Regions from separate parts of the Rattus norvegicus genome. Here regions 2 and 3 are each linked to region 1. Evidence: chromatin contacts called from public Hi-C data. All regions are on one chromosome and are shown on one strand. Each heading gives the region's core, a stretch centred on a gene start, on an enhancer-like site or on the middle of the called end of the contact. The rest is flanking DNA. Distances are from core to core; before and after follow the strand shown.

Evidence for each region. A called contact is a pair of places that touch in the nucleus more often than the background predicts.
Region 2: a Hi-C map of hepatocytes shows a contact between it and region 1, with 2.7 times the contacts expected there. The contact joins the enhancer-like site here to the promoter of Spdl1 in region 1. A contact is called at or near these places in 9 of 12 Hi-C or Micro-C datasets (the A7r5 cell line, Schwann cells, frontal cortex and 5 more).
Region 3: a contact with region 1 is called in a Hi-C map of kidney, with 6 times the contacts expected there. The contact joins the promoter of Pank3 here to the promoter of Spdl1 in region 1. A contact is called at or near these places in 2 of 12 Hi-C or Micro-C datasets (kidney and mammary epithelial cells) and 1 of 1 datasets of contacts at active chromatin or transcription factors (oligodendrocytes).

The regions. Positions count from the first base shown.
Region 1 is chr10:19,796,984-19,799,683 of GRCr8, forward strand. It overlaps Spdl1 (spindle apparatus coiled-coil protein 1), which reads right to left and starts at 1,314. Exons shown (of 12, transcript NM_001034138.1): 1 at 1,190-1,314.
Region 2 is chr10:20,364,345-20,367,076 of GRCr8, forward strand. All of the region lies in intron 4 of Slit3 (slit guidance ligand 3), which reads left to right. Among named protein-coding and RNA genes, the nearest start is that of Mir218-2, 210 kb to the right of the region's middle. Within about 2 kb of position 1,332, at least 8 of the 93 cell types and tissues checked have an H3K27ac peak or open chromatin away from gene starts, as enhancers often do. A contact at or near this core is called in hepatocytes, where this site is marked.
Region 3 is chr10:20,731,792-20,734,529 of GRCr8, forward strand. Pank3 (pantothenate kinase 3) reads left to right here and starts at 1,400. Exons shown (of 7, transcript NM_001108272.2): 1 at 1,400-1,489. The coding sequence starts at 1,462.

The DNA.
Region 1 (2,700 bases), core at 64-2,563:
GTAAGATAAGTAGAGTAAAGGGCCTCTGTCTAGGTATCAACAGAAATGCCATGTGAGCCAAAGGAATTTTAAACTTTCTGGGAGTCACATTTTCACAAATAAATACCAGGGAAAACATTTAACCAAAACATCCAAAATGTTACCACTGCAACCTCTAATCATTGAAAAAATAAACAAATACAAAAATCAATAAATCAACACGCAAAGCCTTGAACCCAAAAGTTCTCCTGCCTATAGGATGCACAGGGATAAAGACGGAGCAGAAACACTGACTGGCCCAACTTGAAACACATCCCATGAGAGCAAGCCAGCCCCTGACACTACTAATGCTACTGTGCTATGTTTGCAGATAGGAACCTAGCAGAACTAATTCCTGAGAGGTTTCATCCAGCAGCAGATAGAAGGGATGCAGAGACCAGGGCCAAGCATCCAGCGGGGCTCTGTGAGTTTTGTGGGGAAGAATAGGGGATAGAATTGAGCAAGCTAAAGGGGTCAAGGCCACCCCAGGAAGGCCAACAGAGTCAAATAACCTGGGCCCAGGGTGGCTCACTGAGGCTTAACCAACAACCAAGGAGGTTACAGGGGTTGGACCTAGGTCCCCTAACAATCGGAGCGGTGCTGTCTCTAATTCTGTTGCCTGGCATTGGATTCCCCTTCCCCTACCTGGACTGCCTAGTTGGGAGTGCTTATTTACCCCTGCTGGGGCTTGATTTCCCAGGGTTGGATGGTACTGGGGGGAGGGGGACTTCCCCTTCTCTGAGAAAAGACGGAGGGGGTAGTGGAGGTAGGAATTTGTGGGGACAGGACTGGGAGAGAAGGAGGGAGGGGGCTGAGATTGGGATGTAATGTGAATAATACATAAATAACAAAACAATTAAACAAGTAAAAAATAAGTGAATGAGATGCTACAATAAGCCTCCACCGTGTGTTACATATTTGCAACAGTTAATTCGGGCTGCACCACTGGCCAGGGCTTACGGTACTAGAGAACTCAGGACTCGGAGGTCACAGAACTAAATATCAAGATCACCCAGCACCGTGTTTACCCGTACGCAGTCAAACCCGCAGCGCAGCGGTCCGACCGAACACTACACCGACCCGGAAGGAGGCTCCTGAGAACTCAGGTTCCGGGACAACAGGCGTTCCGCCTGCGGCCGCCCGGTTCGCCCTTCCCGCCGCTCGCCCTTACCTCTCCCCACGTTTCCTGGCTGCTGCAACTGGAGGCCTGTCCGGAGAGCACTGGGCGCCCAGACGCGTGACACTAAATCTACCTCAGCATAGAAATACCACCCTCTTCATTCGGCCGAGGGTCTGTTCAGTAAGCGCCGGGGTTTTTGAATATTGTTCCCGCGAGAACTCGGGTTTCTCACGAGATGTGTTGTCCAATCCGCGCCTCCGGGGCAAACGAGAGGCGTGTCTTGCAGCGACTGCGCATGTGCATGCTGCGCGACTTGTGCTTTTAGGCGTTTCTGCTTGTCAGATTCCCTGGAAACTTTTTTTTTTATTTAACCAAGTGTTTGCTTTTAGTGAATTGTGTTTCTGAGGTGTATTTATTTGTTGTGGTCTTTAGCAGCGCCATTGTCGCCGGGTCTGAAGGTAATAGTAGTTCCACACTGGCCCGCCTGCAGTCGCCTTTAGTAGCTAAGGCATTGAGTCTAACCCGGGCCAGCACTGTGCCACATTCCACACGGATCTTCCCAGTTAGACCCGATCCACCCTGCCAGCTCCGCGGCATCTTGCACTTTCCGCAGAGGAAATTAAAGCCACCTCCAAAGAACACCCTAGTAATTCAAAGTCAAAGTGTTAGGACTGCTATTCAAACAAACCCAGCCGGTTCTGCAGGACAGCTCGAGAGCATGCGTGTCTAAATAGAAACCCCTTGTAATTTTACTTATTCTTTACACTTTTAAACAGTTGGAAATTTGGAGAGTTCTAGCAACTGGCACATGGCATCATGTCTTTTTTTTTTTTTTTTATCTAAGCACTTGGCTGCTTCTTTATCGTGATTGACTGTGTTGAATCTTTCCCGTCAGTAGATGAAGGTGCTGAAATGACTCATTGCAAAAATTAATCGAAAACTTCTCCGACGCCAGTCAACCACATTCCCATGTTTTTCTTTACATAACAAAACGTCTAAGAAGGTTTTCACTATTCAATTTTCTCCTCCTCCTCTCCCCCCTCTTCTTCCTCTTCTTCCTCTTCATCATCCTCCTCCTCCTCCTCATCATCGTCATCTCATCTAGATTTTTGAGACAGGGTCGCTGTGTAGCCCTGACTGTCCTGGAATTCTCCCTGCAGACCAGACTAGCGATGAACTCAACAGAGATCCGCCAGCCCCTCCTCGCGACTCCTGGGATTCGTTTCTTTTACTAATTTGTATTCCACCTGTCGTCTAGTCTTAAACCAGTATAGTGAATTGTCTCTTGACAGATCACCAGCGGGTTTTTGTTTGTTTGTTTGTTTTGTTTTTATTTGTTTGCTTCCTTGTTTTATCATGCAGGCCAAACTTGTACTGTACCCCGTTGATTTTTAACCTTCAATGTCCAGAGGTCAGTGTTTACTTTCCCCTTTTCCTGCATTTGGTAGAGTTGAATGTCTCCATTAAATTTTAATATCTTGATGTACCATAGCCTTTGACCTCCTGCCTTTTCACTTATAGACCGGTATTTCTGATGGAGCTAGACCAGACTTTAAAGGACT
Region 2 (2,732 bases), core at 82-2,581, 570 kb after region 1:
AAAGACCATTTCTTAAAGATACATACTTAGGTCGTTCATTCATGCCTGGATTTGTCTGCTCTCCCCGGCTTTGTCAAAGGGCCATTCTTTCTCTGTGTTTTCCAAAGCTTTCCTGTTTTCAGAGGAGCTTTCTAATAAAAAACCCCAGAATGTGGCGGTGTGTCTCGGGGCCTCCTGGGCTCAGGGCCTTGGAGATGTAAATGCCCATTAGTTCAGTGAGCAAGGGTTTGCTCCAGCAGAGATTTGTTCAGAGACAGGCAGAAAGGTATGCCAAAGTGAACTGAGAGGGCAGACAGCTGGTAGTTGGAGGTGAAGAAGAGCAGTAGGGAGGGTCTTGGAGAAACCCCTGTGTTCTCTAGGAGGCCCACCCCAGAGAGGCATCCCTGGCTCCTCTTTATTCTCGCTGGCCCTAAGGATATCCCAGAGGATTGTATTCTGGCCTGGCAACGGGGTACTCGTGCATCATCTAGACAGCACGTGGATGGCAGAGCACCTTAACTGCATCTGTAAATGCTTCAAGCGAGCTCTCCTGCCTCCTCACAGACTGCTGTGGGTCACTGTGTTCCTGGAGCCCTTTTGCAAGAATGTCTTGAAAGCCAAGACACACCCCTCCTTCTTCTGTGCCAAGGAGGTAGAAAGGGCTGGGATAGGACATGAAGTTCTAGATCTTTCCCCTCCAATCCATCGAGACGAGCAAACCTCTTCTGCTCACTCCATCCTCTGAGATCAGAATGTTATTTGTGGTCCTTTCAAAGGTAGAGAATTTATGTCTCTGTCAAGTTCAGAGGGGTGTAGCAGAGATGTCCAACAGCCCAAGCAGCCATATTTATCCGGGACTTTAAGACTTTCCAGGACACAAGGGTTTTTCATCCCCAGTAGAGTTTCAGACGAAATGGTCACTTTAGAGACGTCAGACTTCCTGACACCTTAACATGGGTGCCCCACCCAGTGGGCTTCCTGCTAGAGCCTGGCTGTTGGGATGACTGTCCCAGAAAGAGGAGTAAATATAAATCCTGTTTCTCAAAAAATAACACCTTGAAGCGCTGGGCTGATTCATTCTGCTTCTGCTCAACATGTATAGGTAGAAGACTCCCGGAAATAGAATCAGGAGCCGGTGGAAAAGAATTAATAATACCCCACAATCACCACCAAAATAGGAAAATTAAAAACAAGTATCTGGATACACACACACACACACACACACACACACACACACACACACACACACACACATTCATATTCAAGTCACTTTTCTCTAGATTCTGCAACCAGAAGCTTCCTCTGTCATGGACAGGCTGCCACCATGTGGCCATAAGCAGGCATGTGGGAAAGTCGAGGAAAAGCACAGAGATCAGAATCGCCTTGGGCAACGATCAATAGGGCAGGCAGTGAGCTCAGTGCTTGTGCAGACTCAATTATATTGTCCAGGGCCTGGCTTCCTCTGTGGACCAGGTTAATGCCCACTCTACACAGCCCACTTCTCCAGGCCTAAACATTATGATCGCCACAAAGTTCACACATAAGGAAGCTGAGACTGAGGCCAAGTTCCTCTTTCACAGTGACCTGGCACAGAGCCAGACCTCAAACCTGATTTGGTTGGCCTAAAAGCCTTTGAGGGGAAACATCACAAACAGAAAAGGGGGGAGGGGTGGGATGGCCAGGAGGAGCTGGTTGTTGTGGAAGGAGTAAGCCTGGCTAATTTAAAGGATGGGTGGGTGCATCAGGAGAGACTCCAGAATCCTAGGTGAGCAGAATCCAGAGCAGAGAGGGAGAAATGGGGTCCTCTGCAGCGGTAAAGGTTGAAGGAGGAGACAAGTTATGAAGTAGCCAGTGAGGCATGGTTAGGAACCGGAAAACAACTAGGAACTGGAGGGTTAGTGGCCAGTGGCCAGTGTGTTCACAGTCCTCACATGGTAGACCTTGTCTTCTATCAACAGTGAGTACCAAGGTGGCTGTTGACCTAACTCTTGTGAAGCGTTTGATCCACTTCAGGTTCATTGGTGGAAGCCCTGGGAACTCTGCATTCTGATAACCCCATTACACACAGGAGGAAACAGCCAAAGAGAGGTGGCCACCACAATAAAAAAGGGGACTCACAGCTTGAACCCATGTCTTTCTGACCACCCCATGCTTCCTGCCGTTGAAGAGAAACAGAGTGGCTTTGGTGGGTAGAGCCGTACTCAAAGTCTGTCAGAGAAGAGTCCAACAGGCAGTACGAAAAGACGTTCGAAGTTGGGGCAGCTCAAGGACACAGGGTCTCAGTGTTGTTCATCTGGCTGGTATCTCTGTTCAAAGTCTTCTCCCCCTGACAAGGACAGTGGCGTCAGTCAGTAATTCCAAACGCTGGCTTTACAGGCAGAAATCTGAGGACAACAAGTTCAAGGCTTGCCTGTGATACAGAGTGAATTCAAGGTCAACATGGACAACTTAGTGAGACCCTTTCTCAAAAAAAATAAAAGGTGAAATGAGGTTGGGATCTAGTTAACTAGTAAACTCTTCCCACCATATTAGAAACAACAGAAACAGAGGGGAAGAGGGAGGAACTGGAGAGGCAGCTCAGTGGTTAGGAACATTTGCTACTCTTTCAGAAGACCCAGGTTCAGCTCTCAGCACTTACACGATGGCTAAGCCATTCATAACTCTAGTTCTAGGGGATCAGATGCCTTCCCCTGACTCATAGGGCAACAGACACACACAGTACACACATATATGTGTAGGGGAACACACACACA
Region 3 (2,738 bases), core at 150-2,649, 930 kb after region 1:
TGAACCAGAGCGATCAGCAAAGATAGGACAGCAAAGCTCCACATTTAAAATGTTTCTTGGAACACTAACTTCCAGGGCCAACTCCCCGGGGAGTTAAACTATGTCCTCGCCAAACCCTATATAGTCAATCACTGAATTCTTTGCCACCTAAGACATAAGAGTGGAGGAGAAGCCATGTCCTTGATACCATCTCTTCCCTTTCTGATGTGACCTCAAGTCACAAGAGTCTTAGAGAAAAGGTTGTCCTGGGTTTATTCTGAGAACTGGTGCATCTAATTCGCTTCTCTGAAAGTCACTTTCCTCTTTGCAATGAGGAGCTAGACTGGAGAGATCCTGTAAGGAACTTGCTTTCATGTGCTTTCAGATGTTTTCTTTATTTTTATGAGACTGGGTTTCTCTGCAGCTCTGGGTGTCCTGGAACTTGCTCTGTAGACCAGGCTAGCCTTGAATTTACAGAGATCAGCCTGCATCTGCCTCTGGGGTGCAGGGACTAAAGGCGTTGCACCACAATCATACAACTTTCAAGCGTTTCGACTGCCTCGTTCCTGCTGTATCTCCACAGTAAATAAAACTTGCATGTGGCTCCGAAGGCTACTAGATTACATTACATTAAACAATAATGATGTAGTAAATGTTACTATCATTAGTGACATTCCAACCCCAATATTCAAGTTGTTCCTTTAGTGAATGACTTAACTCATCAAACATACTCAGTGGACTGGACCCTTGAATTTTGACACAGCCATCACTGGAAAAACCGTCAAGAGAAAAACTGCTACTGTGTGACAGCCATGACAGTGCCCTCAGAGTTCATAACCCCTCTATTTCAGCAGCGACCAGATCAGAACCCGGGAATTGCCAAGACCGCCCACGGCTTGCTACCATTGGCAGCCTCCTTGCTGGCGTGACTAAGGCCCCGCCTCCTCCCCTCTGGGACCACTCTGAGGCGATCTCCGGAAGCGGAGGGGGCCTAGAAATAGGGGTCGCGAGGCATCCTGGGCTTTGTAGTCCGCCCGCGCGTCTGCCGCAGGAGAGTGGAGCCTCACGCTGCGGAGAACTACAACTCCTAGCAGCCCCGCAGAGAGTGAGGCGAGGGGGTCTGGGTCACGTGGGCGCTGGGCCTGGGCGGGCTATTTCTCAGTGCGGCGGCGGCTGCGGCGGCGGCGGCGGCTCGGGGGACCGGGGCCTTTTGTTTGGAGCGGCTGCGGGGGGCCACGGAGCGGCGAGGCCCGCGGCCTTCCCCAGCTCGCTCGGTCCCGGCCGCCCCTTGCGGGGTTGCGGGGCCGCCCCGTGGGCCGCCCGTGGCCTCGGGCACCGCCGCCCCGCCCTAGGCCCGCCCCGCCCGGCCTGAGGGGAGGAACCGGCCGGGCCTCGCCGCGCGGCCCAGTCTGCTAGGGAGTCTTCACCTCTCTTCGCTGAGCTCTGCACCGGAGGCTACCCCTCGCGCCTTAGACCGACGCCATGAAGATCAAGGATGCCAAAAAACCCTGTAAGAAGGGGACCGGGATCCGTGGGTTGGGAAGACCGCTCTGGGAGCCACTGGCGGAGCGGCCGGCTTTAGGCTTGCGACTGCTCGCGGGCGCCAGCCGTGGAGGGAAGGGAAGGATCGCTGCAGCCCCAGGTTGCAGGCGGCGAACTTCCCCACCCCCAAGCGTGGGGGGTCGAGATTCTGCCCTCCTCCTTCCCGCTGCTCTTGATTGCTCCTAGAGATCTAGGAGATACACGGGAGAATTTTGACTCGGGTTTTACCAAACGGGAGCTCAGCTACCAGTTCCCTCCTGAAAAGAGGTAGTCATGGCTGTCAGATAGGAGCTGGTACACACACACACACACACACACACACACACACACACACACACACACCCGCCCATTTTTACTGGTTTCTGGGTTTCCTGCGTGTGTCCTTGAAGTCCAGGTGGGTTTCTGGGAGTTGTCAGCGTTGCAGTTGGAGCTTTTTAACGCTTATGCATGCAGTCTGCCTATAGATAAGTTAATTGTCTTGGCAGTTTAGAAAATCAGCTGTCTTCGTGTTTTAGAAAGCAGATTAACAAGGTTGAAACATCGTATTTCAGCCATTTCGAACACTTCGAACCACATTAATATGGTGGTAAATACCTTGAGCTTTTTTCTGTGGTAACTGTGCATGCATATACATGCAATGCTTCTAACTCTGCTCTAAAAGACACATATCAAGTTTCATAACTCTGTCTTTTAAATGCCTTTTATTCCTGCGGCTGGCTTATTTTTTGGCTTAGTCTTCGTGAATGTTGTTCTTTTATCTACAAACTAAGGATGTGGGGACCTGTGTCCCTGTCGTAGAGGTTTTACAGTTTCTATTTTTACGCTATCCTCCTAACTGCACCTACAGATCAGGTATGGGGGGCGGCGATGAGCACCTTCTCTGCAGTGCAGCTTCCAAAGCAGTCTAGAAACACAAACTTACTTAAACGTGAGAGCTTTCAGTGTTTAAAGATGAGGAAAGAGAACTTCGCCTCAGTAACTTTTAGTGCCCTCCTTTTTCTGGCTCAAAGTGCAGGGCTGTTTCTCTTCCACCTTCAGGGCATAGTCCTTGGGAAACAGTTTTTTGTTTGTTCTAATTTTAGATTATCTGCTTATAGAAAGCATTAATGATGCTTTCTGTTTGTTTGTAAACAGGGTGTCTGCAGCCCTGGCTGTCCTGGAACTCACTTTGTGGACCAGGCTAGCCTCTTCTGCCTGCCTCTGCCTGTCAAATGCCA